2 separate regions of the Mus musculus genome follow, and region 2 is linked to region 1. The links are chromatin contacts, called in public HiChIP or PLAC-seq maps. All regions are on one chromosome and are shown on one strand. The core of a region is the stretch at or near the end of the contact, and the rest is flanking DNA. Distances in the headings are between cores, read along the strand shown.

Region 1 (6,167 bases), core at 3,517-6,016:
TGCCTCAGGCAGTTCATTTCTTGGGATCGGTTTCAATAAGAGAGAGGCAAGGCTGGCTATAATTGGGCTAGATCCTCAGCAGAACAACATATGAAACCAAATGAGGGGCTGGAGAGATGGCTCAGCAGTTAAGATCACTTGACTGCTCTTCCAGGGGTCCTGAGTTCAAATCCCAGCAACCACAGGGTGACTCACAACCATCTGTAATGGGATCCGATGCCCTCTTCTGGTGTGTCTGAAGACAGCTACAGTGTACTCATATACATAAAATAAGTAATTATTTAAAATAAAAGCTATATTTAAAAAAAAAGAAACCAAATGAAACCCAAACGACATAGTCCAGCTTCAGACCTGCCACATTAGAGCCATATTTTTAACAAGATCTCCTAATGGATGGAGAGTGCAGTGAGTTGAGAGCTAGTGCTTCCAGGGGGCACTTTTTTTTTTCCCCTCGAGGGGTTTCTCTGTATAGCCCTGGCTGTCCTGGAACTCACTTTGTAGACCAGGCTGGCCTCGAACTCAAAATCCGCCTGCCTCTGCCTCCCAAGTGCTGGGACTAAAGGTGTGCGCCACATCCGCCCGGCTCTGTACTCTTCTTTAGTAAACACTTCAAATGCTATGATGTATCACTTCTAAGAAGACTACTCTTATTTAGCATTTTATTTATTAACCATATTGCAGTATTTCTTCTACATAGTACTATGAGGTTCTTATAGGTTTTTTTTTTTTCCCCCAAAACGAAAGCCTCAAATAGGGAATCTTGGAAGCAGCAGATGCTTCACAAATTTGAGTTCCCTTACAAGTCACTGCCTATGTTCCTTTTCCATGTCAGCTTTCTGTCATGTCCTTTTTTTAACACACACACAGAGACCTGAGGACAACCCATTTACCTCCTTTGAGAATGGGTCTCATTGACCTGGAGTGCACTGCTAAGTGTAGTTAGATTAGCTGGCCCAGAGGCTCCAGGAGTCCCTCTGTCTCCATTTCCCAGTGCTGGAATAATAAGTATCTCCTCCCTTTGGCTTTTTATGTGTGTGAGAGGTTGACCTAGGTCTTCATGGTTGCAGAAGTGCATCATGTTTAAAGGTTTTAACTCAAGTCCCTAATATAAAGTGTAAATCCATAATCGTATAGTTATAATTTTATTAGCATTTTTGCCACTTGGAACTTGAACTCCAGGTCATGTATCCATACTAATCCACAATATTTTGGAGACCTGTTGTTTTCTTAGTCTAAAAGGAGAAGCAGAGGGTTCAGTAGGACTAAAAAAGTTGTATAGGTGTTGTTTTATCATAAGATGGTAGTAAGTCCCACGGCATGTACTCTCTTTAACCTTAGTAAAGATGGCAGCCAGTCACCAGTCATGTGGCCATTATTTAAAAGATTAAAAAAAAAGATTTGTTTATTGTGTTTATGGGAGCACTGTAACTGTCTTCAGACACACCAGAAGAGGGCACCAAATCCATTACAGATGGTTGTGAGCCACCATGTGGTTGCTGGGAATTGAACTCAGGACCTCTGGAAGAGCAGTCAGTGCTCTTAACCTCTGAACCATCTCTCCAGCCCAAGATTTATTTATTTATTTATTTATTTATTTAAAGATCTATTTTTTAAAACAAGAGTTGAATCCAGCCAGGCAGTTCTTTAAAAACAAGAGTTGAATCCAGTTAGGCAGTGGTAGCATATGCCTTTAAATGTAGGGGAATCTCTGTGAGTTTCAGGATAGCCAGTGCTATACAGAGAAACCTTGTTTTGAAAACAACAAACAAAACAATTGAATCTAAGTTACGTATACAGTATATTCTAAACCAGAGTTGGATCACACACACAGTAAGTTGTAGCAGAGGCATTGAGAGATGGAAGATGCCTAAGAGTGGGGAGTGGAGGAAGGGTAGAGCAGAGCGAGTTTAGATGGAAGCCATTCGGGGGGATTATTTATTTGTGCCGTGGCAGTTGAAAATCAAGTGTGGCAATTTTTGCCATTGATCTGTACTGAGGCCAAGCTGTTTATAGGTTGAGAAGGAGGCAGAGAGAGCACCCCCACCCCTAAAACAACAACAACAACAACAACAACAACAACAAACCCCAAACCACTGGAGGGATTTTCTATAAGCTCCAAAAGCTGATAGAGAGCTCATAGTGGCCCAGATGGGCTTGGGTTTAGAGAAGCTACTAGAGCTCTGCCCATGGGAGGAGCCTACTAACAGGCTTAAGGAAGAAGTAGAGTAGGCAACTGAGAGGGGAGATGGAACTTTAGGGAGCAGCTGGGAGCAGAAGCTGCAGAGAAATATCTTAGTAGGTCTACAGTCCCTAGGGGGAGGCAAGAGAAAGCTAACTGAGCTGAGGTGGATGAAGTGTCTTTGTGACAAGAATTTCTATCCAGGGTGAACCCAAACTGAATGGCAAACTTGGCAGAGAGAAAAAATTTCCAAATCACAGAGGAAAGGTGTCCCTTCCCACATGACTGGGGCCCATGTAGGGCCAGAGGAGCTCCTGGCACAAAAGTGGCATTTGTAGTAATAGTAGACAAAGCTGGAAGCTTGGGGTAACACTTATCCAGTAGAGAGAGATGACAGAGCAGGGGAAAAGGGAGACAGTAAATGTCCTGGTAGCGAGGCCTGGACATGAGTGTGGCAGGTCAGAGCTGAGAGTGAGGTTGAGTGCCCAGGTGGTGCCTTGGGAGGGTGTAGAAGACCCTTGGAGCTGTAGAGACAGACAGAGAGGAATGCTTAGAACGTGTGTAGGAAGAAGTAGCTGTTGAATTTGGGATCAGATCTGACAGATGGCAGAAGCCAGCAGAAACAAACGATCCAGACATGTCTTAGGAGACTCATAGCAGCTTGGTTCAAAGAGGACGAGTCTTTAGGAAGAAAGCTCATACATGCCAATCCCATGATTTCATCGCCAGATGAATGGAAAAAATAAAAAAGGAAGGACATGACTGCTCAAAGGTGTGGCAGAGGAGGTTTGTTGTAGACCTGAGATAGAGCATAGTTAGAGGCAGGGACACCTGGGAGAGTCCTGAGAGAACATGGCCCTGAGCCAGGCCAGAGGGGAGAGGGGAGAGGGGAGGGCTGGAAGAGTAAAGGGTAAATAAAACAAATAAACGGACCTGGTAATCAAAACAGCTGGATTAAATAGGGAAGGGGAACTAGGAGAAGGGCAGCCAAGCCTCTGGGCTAGAGGATTTTAGGTCAGGCAGACATACACATCAACAAATGTATATGAGCTGGAGAGATAGCTCACTTGGTATAAATCTAGTGCTTGCTTAGTTTTTCAAAAGGCATGGCACCACATAAAACTAGGTGTGGTGAGCAATCTCACTATTTATTGGGAGATGGTGAACACTGGAAGATCAGAAGTTTAGGGTCATCTTCAGGCTCTCAGAGTTCAGTGGCAGTCGGGGATCAATGAGCGATCCCTGCCTCGACAGACAAAACACCCCCAAACAAAAAACCTAGCAGTGGCTTTATACTCTGAAAATATTAAGACAAAATTAAAAGGTGTTAATACTATTTTTTTTCTGTTTAGTTTTTTGCCAAAGTGGGCTTGAGATGTACAATTTAGAAAGTCCAGGTTGTATTTCTGTTCTTAAAGATGTTCAGTGTAATCTAGTATTAAAGTAAGAGGAAAATTATTGAACACGATAAAGGTGGGCAAGTGGATGGGGTTGAAGTTGCTGAAAGTGGGTAAAAGCCATTTTATTGGAGCCCTCACTGCCTGCCAGGTTTTGGTTGTGTTGAAGGTTGTCCTAAGCATCATGTAATACCAGCTTAACCCTTTGAAGCTGCCCTGACACCGTCCAAGTTTGAGGTGCACAGGACTTTATGGGGCAAGGGTACTGTAGTGGCTATTCCTGGTTGTCAACTTGACTATATTTGGAATGAACTACAATCCAGAATTGGAAGGCTCACCAGTGACCCTTATCTGGAGGCTTGGAGATAGAAGTTTCTGATCTGGATCTTGGTATAGAGATCTTGAGCCATAGTGGCTATGGATTCCAGAAGATTAAATCTCCAAGTTTAAGGAACACACCTTTAATCTGGGCTACACCTTCTGCTGGAGACAACATAAGGACATTGGAAGAAGGGAGTCTCGCTCTTGCTCCTTCGCCTGCTTGCTGTGTGAGACTGAGTAACTGCTAGATCCATGGACTTCCATTCACAGCTACGACTGAACCATTGTTGGGAATTGGGCTGCCGACTGTAAGTCATCAATAAATTCTTTTACTATATAGAGACTATCCATAAGTTCTGTGACTCTAGAGAACCCTGACTAATACAGGTAATAAGGTTTGTTTAAAATCAAGGCAAGCTACTCTAGTTTAAAATGAGGCCAGTTAGGAAAGCTTTCCCAGAGTGGGATGAGGGTACCGGCTCAGTTTGGAGGGAGAAGTAAAGTTTTCCCTGTTCTGAGTGTGCTTACAATTCTCTGCATTGGAAGGGGGCGTTTGAAGTAGGTTGGCCCACAAGCAGCGGAGTTAGAATTGAGGAAAATGGTAGTTGAGGCCTGGAAGTATTGAGTTTGGGGGAGAGTGTTTTTCACTTCATGCAAACGAGAATTCTCAGGACAAAGACTTTGCCTGGCTGTGTACTTCCCTTCATCCCTGTATGTATGTTTCCTACCCTGAAGCCTTAAGAAAGCACTGAGATCGTGACCTCTGGAAACATATTCTACTAGACTCAACTGCTGCCAAGTGTACAGGCTTCAAGTTGCTGGTGGCGCCAGGCAGAGCAGCTCAGGTGGGCTGTAGGGTGGGGCTTAAGGCGAAGTCCGCCCTCTCTCTCTCGACTTGCCCTAGCGCCTGCCAGGTGTTGAAGACTAAGCAGCAGGACGCCAGAGCCGCCGGGCCGCTTCTGGGCTAAGTGGCTAAGTTAGTGGAGATCACTGGTTTAAGATCACGCAGCTTAGAAAGTTCATGGCAAGTGTTGTGTCTCCTGGGGACAAGCCACTGCTGAACTACTTTTAAGACTGAATGGAAGCGAGCAGCCTTCTGTGCTTAGGAGCCCGGGGCCCAGGAGGGGCTTCTGCAGGCTGGCCTTGGGGGTTGCAGGAACCTGAAGCCTCCATTCTCATGACCTGGAAGCCTGCACACTTTCTGCATTCCTGGAAGGGAGTCCTGCTCACATGCTTGCCAACGGTTGGGACCAGGACCAGGAAGAGGAAAGGTACCAACATAAAAACAACTGTTTCTAAGAGAGAAACCAGACCGTGTGAACCTGTGGATTCCGGTTTAGGCTGCACCGCTTTGTCTGGCTCTGTGAGGTCGGCAGTGAGGGTTCAGTGGAGCTACAGCAACCCCGATTTAAAGCAAGCTTCAGGGGTGTCACGACTTTGGCAGACTTGTCCTTGGTTTCTACTGTAGTCCTGCTTCGAGGTTGAGGCTTGTGGCTCAAGATGGAGCTGCATTCTTGGTAATGGTATAGGAGTTTTCTGTGCCTCTGACCACATTTTGTTGCTCATGCTCAGTAGAAATTAGTGTGCTTTCTACAGTGTTTGGAAGGTAATAAAAATGTTATAACATGAACCTGAACTTGTGCTGATAACTGCTAGAGATATTTTGCTAGATCTAGGCACTGGTCTAGTGTTTTTCTTATGATCTTGGCTATATTCTATTTAAATATACATTGAGGTCTTTGATGTAACCAGAGCTGTTTTTGAAGAAATAACTTTTCAAATTACTGTGTTCCTTTAAGTGAGTGAGCTACACTTAACACGGTGGAGGAGGTGGGAAGCCGACCACTTTGGTAATGCCAAACCCATTGTCTCACAAGTCACCTAAAATGGATAAGTCATCTGCATAAAGAATTTGCTCAGGTGGTAACTAGATTACAGAGTGCTCTTTTTATCGTGATGCCTGGATCACAGGGCTTCAGATGGTGAGAGCTAATTAATCTTCTATTCTTATATACCATGGGCATGAGCCTTGTGATGGAGGTTTTTTTACACTGTGTTGGAGAGGAAACCCAAGGCCGCAGGCAAGCTAAATATTTGTTAGTACTTTTTGCCCTTTGAACTTGAAAGTATTGCTTTAGTAACAAAAGAAGAAATGTAAACTTCCAGTGCTGCTCCTGGTTCCCTTATTGACAGTGTCTACTGTCTGCTGCAGCCTAGAACTCCAATTATCTTGACTTGGCTACATTTGTAACCACTGCTTTTGAAATGTT
Region 2 (7,135 bases), core at 2,460-4,959, 170 kb before region 1:
CCTCGTGCAGCAGCAGGACTTGTTAATGTGTAAGAGTCAGCCAGGTGGTACTGGTTTTGAAGAGGTTATGCAGAGCAGCTGAATCTCGGCACTGTGACGGGCCATGGAAGGCCGTTGATGAAGGTGCAGCCTCAGCTGCAATTGATGGCCCAGGACTGAAGGGGTCATGCAGTATTTTGGAAATGCCAGGACCATGAATGACCACCAAGAGCAGCAGCAGCAGTGAAGTACAGGTATCTGGAGCCTGGAGGAAAAGCTGTGTGCTACAAAAGACAGGGCTGGAGAAGTGACCCAAGCCCTTGGAGGAGCCCAGAAGATCATGAATTGGATCCCAGACATTGGACAGTTGGAGTTTAATTTTTGCTTTTGATTGTGACTATGCCCTGATATTTTTCCCTCTTGAAGGAAGAAATTATTTTAGTGGAGCTCACAGTTAAGAGACTTTCAATTGTAAAAAGACTTTGGGTTGTTTTTTTTTGTTTTGTTTTGTTTTTTTTAGTTTTTCCAGACAGGGTTTCTCTGTGTAGTCCTGGCTGTCCGGGAACTCACTTTGTAGACCAGGCTGGCCTCGAACTCAGAAATCCGCCTGCCTCTGCCTCCAAAGTGCTGGGATTAAAGGCGTGCGCCACTATGCCCGGCTTGACTTTGGGTTTTAAAAGAAATGGATATTTTAAAGAGATTGAAATTTTAAAGTTATTTAGATCTTGGGGATGAATAAGAATGTAAGGGTTGAGACTTACTAGTGATGTGTTTGTGTTGACAAGGGGTCAATTGTACTGGCTAGTTTTATGCCAACTTGACACAGCTGGAGTTATCACAGAGAAAGGAGCTTCAGTTGGGGAAATGCCTCCATGAGATCCAGCTGTACGGCATTTTCTCAATTAGTGATCAAGGGGGAAAGGGCCTTTGTGGGTGGGACCATCTCTGGGCTGGTAGTCTTGGGTTCTATAAGAGAGCAGGCTGAGCAAGCCAGGGGAAGCAAGCCAGTAAAGAACATCCCTCCATGGCCTCTGCATCAGCTCCTGCTTTCTGACCTTCTTGAGTTCCAGTCCTGACTTCCTTGGTGATGAACAGAGTATGGAAGTGTAAGCCGAATAAACCCTTTCCTCCCCAACTTGCTTCTTGGTCGTGATGTTTGTGCAGGAATAGAAACCCTAAGACAGACCTCTATCTCAAACAACAAGAGGAAACCCAGACGAAGTAACTAAAATAAGCCCTGAGGGTCCTAACACCATCCACTTCAGATAATGAAACACAAAAGCACTTAGTGGGGCATCTGGCACATGATAAGTGTTCAGACACTGTTGTGAGAACCACAGAGACAAATGATCTCCGCTTTAGGGATCTCCAGATCCAATGGGCGGGGAGGGAGAAAAGACTGATGGGTGGCTACGCCACTAGCAAACCCAGGGGGAGAGCTCCACCTGCCGCATAGCAAGAGGCAGACCCCACTGTAGCAGCAGCCAATTAGTGCACTCTACTCACCCCCGACTACCCGCCCCAATATTCTGGATTCCCAAGTAAAACGCACACACACACACACACACACACACACACACGCACACACACGTGCATGCACACACGTAGCCTAATATTTAATATGCCTTAAATAGCTCAGTGGATGGGCACATCCAAACATCCCAAGGGTAGCACACTCTCCCCTCTGATACTCCTGAGTCATTACTTACTAGAACCTATATTCCATCTTAGCTGCCCCAAGAAATTCTGTGTGCTTTAAGATTGTGAAAAGGCCCGAGGCCAGTCTTGTCTACATGGTGTCTCAAAATCAATAAAAAAATTTTTTTAAAGACAACTATCTGTGCAAGTAAAAGGGGGGACCTGGAGGGATGGCTCCGTGGTTAAGGACACTAGCTACTCTTACAAATGGCCTGGGCTGGGTTCCCAGCACATACCTGGTGGCTACAACCACCTGAACTCCAGTTTCTCCTATTCCTTGGAACACAGATGGGAGGGGGGAAGAGAAAGAGAGAAATCGTGCACTCCGAGAAGGTGAAGGGGAAGAGCAGGAAGAGAGGCGAGAGGAGAAGGAGACCAAGATGTCTGTTTTATATAGGAAAGAGCTTGGGGAGGGGGAGCCCAGCCCCTGCCCCTGGGCTGGAAAGTTCAGGGTTGGGGGCAGGGTTTGCCAGGAAGGGGCCCGAGGGATGCTAGGAGAACCTGGACCCGTGTAAAGCATACCAAAGTGTGGAGGGGAGGACAAGGGGAGGAGGGGGAAGGATGGAGGGTACTGAGGAGGACTGGGGAGGGGGAGAACAGAGGAAAGGGGACAAGAAAGGAGCCGGGCAAGAAGGGAAATACGAGGAGGGACAGGATGAGAAGAGGAGAGGGGGAAAGGTGGATAAGAAGGAGCAGTTTTGAAATCCGACTGACTTGGTTGGATCAAACACTATTCCCCTGTCTTTAGGAAAGTCAAGTGACATCCCTAAGCTTACACACACACACACACACACGCACACACGCACACACAGGCCCCTTAAGGACCTGCGATGAGCACTGAAGGAATATCCTTGTAAAGGAAAGGCAGACCCTAGACCAGAGAAAGCTCAGTTCAGCGCGCAGCGGCTTCCGGTGGAGCTTGGAAGCGGAGCTGCGGAAGGATGCTGCTAAGCAAGGTGATTCTTCAGGCCAAAGAGGCCCAGGTCCAATGGGTGCCGGTTAAAAATGCAGCCCAGGGCCCACTGTAAGCTAGAGTCTATTCAGTGAGGCCTATGGCTAGCTGGGCCACAGATGTCCTGCTCACAGGTCCACCAAGTCCGCAGTCACAAACACACAGGGAAGTTCTTCAAAAGTGGCCCCTGGGTCAAGGGGAAATCGCTGTTCAGAAGTGACTCTGATGACCTCTTTGCTTGAGGGAGCAAACCTCCAGATTAGATCTGTGGTGGAAGGAGGGGGGAGGGGATGTCTATGTAGACCAAAGGTGTCGAATCCCATGGATCCCTGGGTGCTGGGACTCAAACTCAGTTCCTCTGCAGTTCCTTAGTTACCGAGCCATCTCTCTAGTCCCCTACCTAGGCTAGCAGCTCTCCTCATACCGAGGGGAGCAGAGGGCACTAGCTTGGGTGTGGAGATGCTGGGGGTAAAGAAGGAGATGCTGGTGTGCAACAACTCACCAGATTTTCTCAGGTTTGGCTCAGAAGGTAGGCTTAGATTCTCCACGGATCAGAGCTGCATTGGCGCGATGCGACCAGCAGGTGGCGCCAAGGGCGTAGGCGATTCAAAGCAGAAGCGTTTCCTTCAGTTGCTAGTCAGTAACTGACAAGTTATGAGGTGCAAAAACCTCTGAGATGTTCTCTTTATCCTCTAGCTCCAAGTCTGAGCACCACATTGGCAGGAGGGAAAAAGAGGAAGAGAACTGAAATATCCTCCTTGAGGAAACTATCGGATAAACAGGAGTTTGTGCCTGTACTCTGAGGATTTCTGTAGGTTCAAAACCCCAACCCTAGCAACCTAGCGAGTTCCAGGCCAGCCTGGGCTACAGAAGAAAACCTTGTCTAAAACAAAAAAACAAACAAACAAAACACCCCCCATCCGACCCCACCCCCAAAAGAAACAGAAACGAGGGGCCTGGCTTGGTCTGACCCAACCAAAGACCCAACCAACTACGGGATAGGCAAAGCCAAGCCTTTTATTATGCAAAGGTTTTGTTTGACCAGTGCAGGGTGCAGAACCAACCCTTAAACTAAGTGTGGCTTTTTCAAAGGTTGCACAATTAGCCCAAGAGCTCATATCGCACAAGGTCGAGAATCACCAGCCGCGATGCTTGTTTCCACATTTAAGTCATTTATATCCATCCCTCTTCATGACTCTGGAAATAGCCACATGAACCCTGAACACCTAAGGTGTTCTTAGTCTTGTTGTTTTGTTCTGTTTTTTTTTTTTTAAGTTGAGTATAATTGCAAGGGAAACTGTTTCTTGCCATAATAACTCTTCTCAAAACAGAAAAGAACAAAAACTAAATGCACTGGAGTTACAATTTGTTTCAGTCTGTTTGCCATTGAATTAATTACCTGACATTATCAGTGATGTTGTTTCCACACTGTAGGGCAAAGAGGAGCTTAGCTCTTCCGTAAGAGGAATTTAGGAATTCTAAATAAAAAGAAGGCAGAAGTGATGAGGAGGAAGAGGAGGTGAGGCAGAGAGAGAGAGAGAGAGACATTCTTTCTATCCTATCCATTGCAAAACAAAAGGAATCTTGGTGGTGACCTGGCAGCTCCGAGCTCAGCCTTCCTGCCACATGTGAACGCTTCAGGAAACATCAGTTATTTTTACTAGGAAGCTCAAGGGGAAGGGCGGAGACCCAGCTTCCTGTGAGACTGCCTGACCCTGGTGTCTTAGGCCAAGTATTCTAGCAACTTGAGGAGCCGCGTTCCTTACCACCCCACCCCACCCCAGCTGGTTGATTGCCTCTTCCACAGGCTCCCACCTCTTCCCTTGCTGTAGTGGAGGTGACCTGTGGCAGGAGCAGGAACAAGACAATGGGAAGGGACAAGGAGGTGCTAGTGACCCTTTACTAAACCACCTCGGGAGCCTATGTGCTTGAGGAGCCCTGGCCAATCAAGGTTCGGCCTCGGGAAAGCACACTTCACTCCCATCTTGGTTTCTCAGACAAAGAGGGGTCCAATGAAATTCTGCAGCAAATCCTACTGCAGGCTCCTCACAGCCCCAGACCCGGTACTGCTGCCGGGAGATGCTTCAGAGCTTTACCTCAGCACCTAGTCTCTTTTAACAACAGTTGGGGTTTGTTACCTGTCTCCTATGACCCAGGGATAGAGAAGGACTGTAGAGTCCCTTATCCTACAGGTCACAGGTCTCAGTCCTAAGGAACCAAGGAACCTCTGTCTCCTCAGGTCCACAGGGAAGTCCTGAATAGCACAATATGCCGTGCCTGTTCTTACTGTCACTTCCTAGTTGTGAGGGTTCCAAGTGAGGTACTTCATTGCTATAAGCCTCTATTTCTTTGTCTGTAAGATGGGTACAACCCCACCTTCTAAAAGTTGTTGGGGCCATGTGAGCTCACTCAGATAAAGTTGAAACTGTACAACAGTATTCTGGGTACTAGCATATACTCCAGCCCCTACCCCAGGCAGCTCCTCTTATGCAGAGGTATCTAGGGGAAAAAAAAAACTTGTATGTCTGTGCTCAGGGAACAAATTTTATGCATCTTCTGTTCTAGTTTACTTTCTATTACTGTGATAAAGGCTATGACTAAAAGTAAATTGGGAGGCTGAAGAGATGGCTTAGGGGTTAAGAGCACTGTCTGCTTATTCAGAGGTCCTGAGTTCAATCCCCAGCAACCACATGGTGGCTCACACCATCTATAGTGTGATCTGATGCCTCTTCTGGCATGAGGTGTACATGCAAATAGAATACTCATACATTAAATAAATAAATAAATAAATAAATAAATAAATAAATCTAAAAGCAAATTGGGAAGGAAATTACTTATCTCACCTTAGAACCCTTAAAACCCCAGGTCCTACTCCATCACTGAGAAAAGTCAGGGCAGGAGCTGAAAGCAAACGGACGGTAAGAACTGAAGTGGAGACCATGGAGGTCTGTTTACTACAGCACTCCTTGTGGTTGCTTGACCTGCTTTCTCGGACACCCCAGGACCACCTGCTCAGTGATGCCATGGCCTACATTCCAAAATAAAACAAAACAGCCTCTCTCATGTCAATCACCAATCAAGAAAACAACCCACAGACTTGCCTACAGGCCAAGCTGAAGGAAGCATTGTCTCAGTTGAAGTTCCCTCTTCCCACTGGCCTGAGTTAAGTTGTGTAAACAAACAAACAAACAAACAAACAAAATCGATCCCTCTCGGGGGCGAGAAGACATATGTGCACTGTCTACCCAGCAAAAGTCCCACATCAGAAAAGCTCTTCACATCTTCCAAGGGACTATGGAGTTTTCTGCCCTATATTACAGACATCGCTTTCTTTCTGCTCCCCTTCCAGGAAGATGTGTTCAGCCAGTGTCAGTACCTAGATCACAGGCTGCATGTGAAGTCTGCCATGTGAGGTAACTGGGATGGCTATTCTTGGTTGACCACATCTGGAATTAACTAAAAATCCAAGTGGCTGGGCACACCGGTGAGGGATATTTTTCTTAATTAAATCAATTGCAGTGGGAAGACCCATCCTAAATCCAGATTTTATTTGATTTTATTTATTATCTAAGGAGGGAAGGCCCATTTTAAATCTGGGCCAACCCTTCTGCTGGCAGACTATGTAAAAGACATGGGAAGAGAAACCTTTTGATCATTGCCTGCTTGTTCTTGCCTGTAAGTCCAGCCCTTCCCTGGCATTAGAGCCCTCTTCAGGATTCCAGTGCACGCTGAGGACCAGTGGAGACATCAGGATCCCGGACTGAACAGCTACTGGATTCTTAGACTTTCTGTTGGATGCCAGCCATCTTTGAATTAGCTGGAGCACAGCCTTAAGCCATTCTAGGTCCCTTTTTTCTATAGAGAGATTCATTCTATCACATCAGTTCCTCTAGGGAACCCTGACTAATTCAGTAGCCTACACCAAAGTCACAAATGTCTTCTCGCCCCCGAGAGAGATTGATTTTGTTTGTTTGTTTGTTTGTTTGCACAACTTAACTCAGGCCAGTGGGAAGAGGGAACTTCGACTGAGACAATGCTTCCTTCAGCTTGGCTATTGAGTTCTAAAACCATCTGTGACCAGCGAGGTGTTGGGCCTGACTACGGTTCTAATGCATCACTCCAGAAGCCTCCTCCATGTGACAGCATCTCTTTGTCCTCATCTCAGACATGCCTTCCTCTGCAAAGTAAAATTTATCAAGTGGACTTGATAGCATGTAATGCCAGTGTTTAAGAAGCTAAAGCAGGAGGCTTGTCATGAGTTTCATATTAGCCTGAGCTATGTAGTGAGTACCAGACTAGTTTGAATTACAGAGAGAAACTCTGTTTCAAAAACAAATCTTTAAACCAGACATGATGGTGCACACCTTTAATTCCACCACTCAAGGGTCAGAGGCAGGTGGATTACTGAGTCTGAAGTCAGTCTGGTCTACATAGCAAGTTCACAAGCCAGCTAGAGCTATACAGTGAGACCCTATCTCAAACAAAAAAAACCCACTAAATCAAAAC

Evidence for each region. HiChIP or PLAC-seq counts read pairs in DNA pulled down with a chosen protein or histone mark.
Region 2: an H3K27ac HiChIP or PLAC-seq map of embryonic stem cells shows a contact between it and region 1, with 3 times the contacts expected there. The contact joins two enhancer-like sites. A contact is called at or near these places in 1 of 39 promoter capture datasets (cancer-associated fibroblasts), 5 of 15 datasets of contacts at CTCF or cohesin (CD8 T cells, the NIH/3T3 cell line, embryonic stem cells and 2 more), 80 of 484 Hi-C or Micro-C datasets (the AML12 cell line, B cells, the C10 cell line and 38 more), 14 of 115 datasets of contacts at active chromatin or transcription factors (the 230-238 cell line, bone marrow-derived dendritic cells, embryonic stem cells and 3 more) and 1 of 9 other capture datasets (liver).

The regions. Positions count from the first base shown.
Region 1 is chr8:86,727,375-86,733,541 of GRCm38.p6, reverse strand. All of the region lies in intron 1 of Siah1a (siah E3 ubiquitin protein ligase 1A), which reads left to right. Among named protein-coding and RNA genes, the nearest start is that of Gm10638, 15 kb to the left of the region's middle. Within about 2 kb of position 4,766, at least 80 of the 459 cell types and tissues checked have an H3K27ac peak or open chromatin away from gene starts, as enhancers often do. A contact at or near this core is called in differentiating embryonic stem cells, embryonic stem cells and memory CD8 T cells, where this site is marked.
Region 2 is chr8:86,899,380-86,906,514 of GRCm38.p6, reverse strand. No RefSeq gene overlaps it. Among named protein-coding and RNA genes, the nearest start is that of N4bp1, 18 kb to the right of the region's middle. Within about 2 kb of position 3,709, at least 44 of the 459 cell types and tissues checked have an H3K27ac peak or open chromatin away from gene starts, as enhancers often do. A contact at or near this core is called in differentiating embryonic stem cells, embryonic stem cells and memory CD8 T cells, where this site is marked.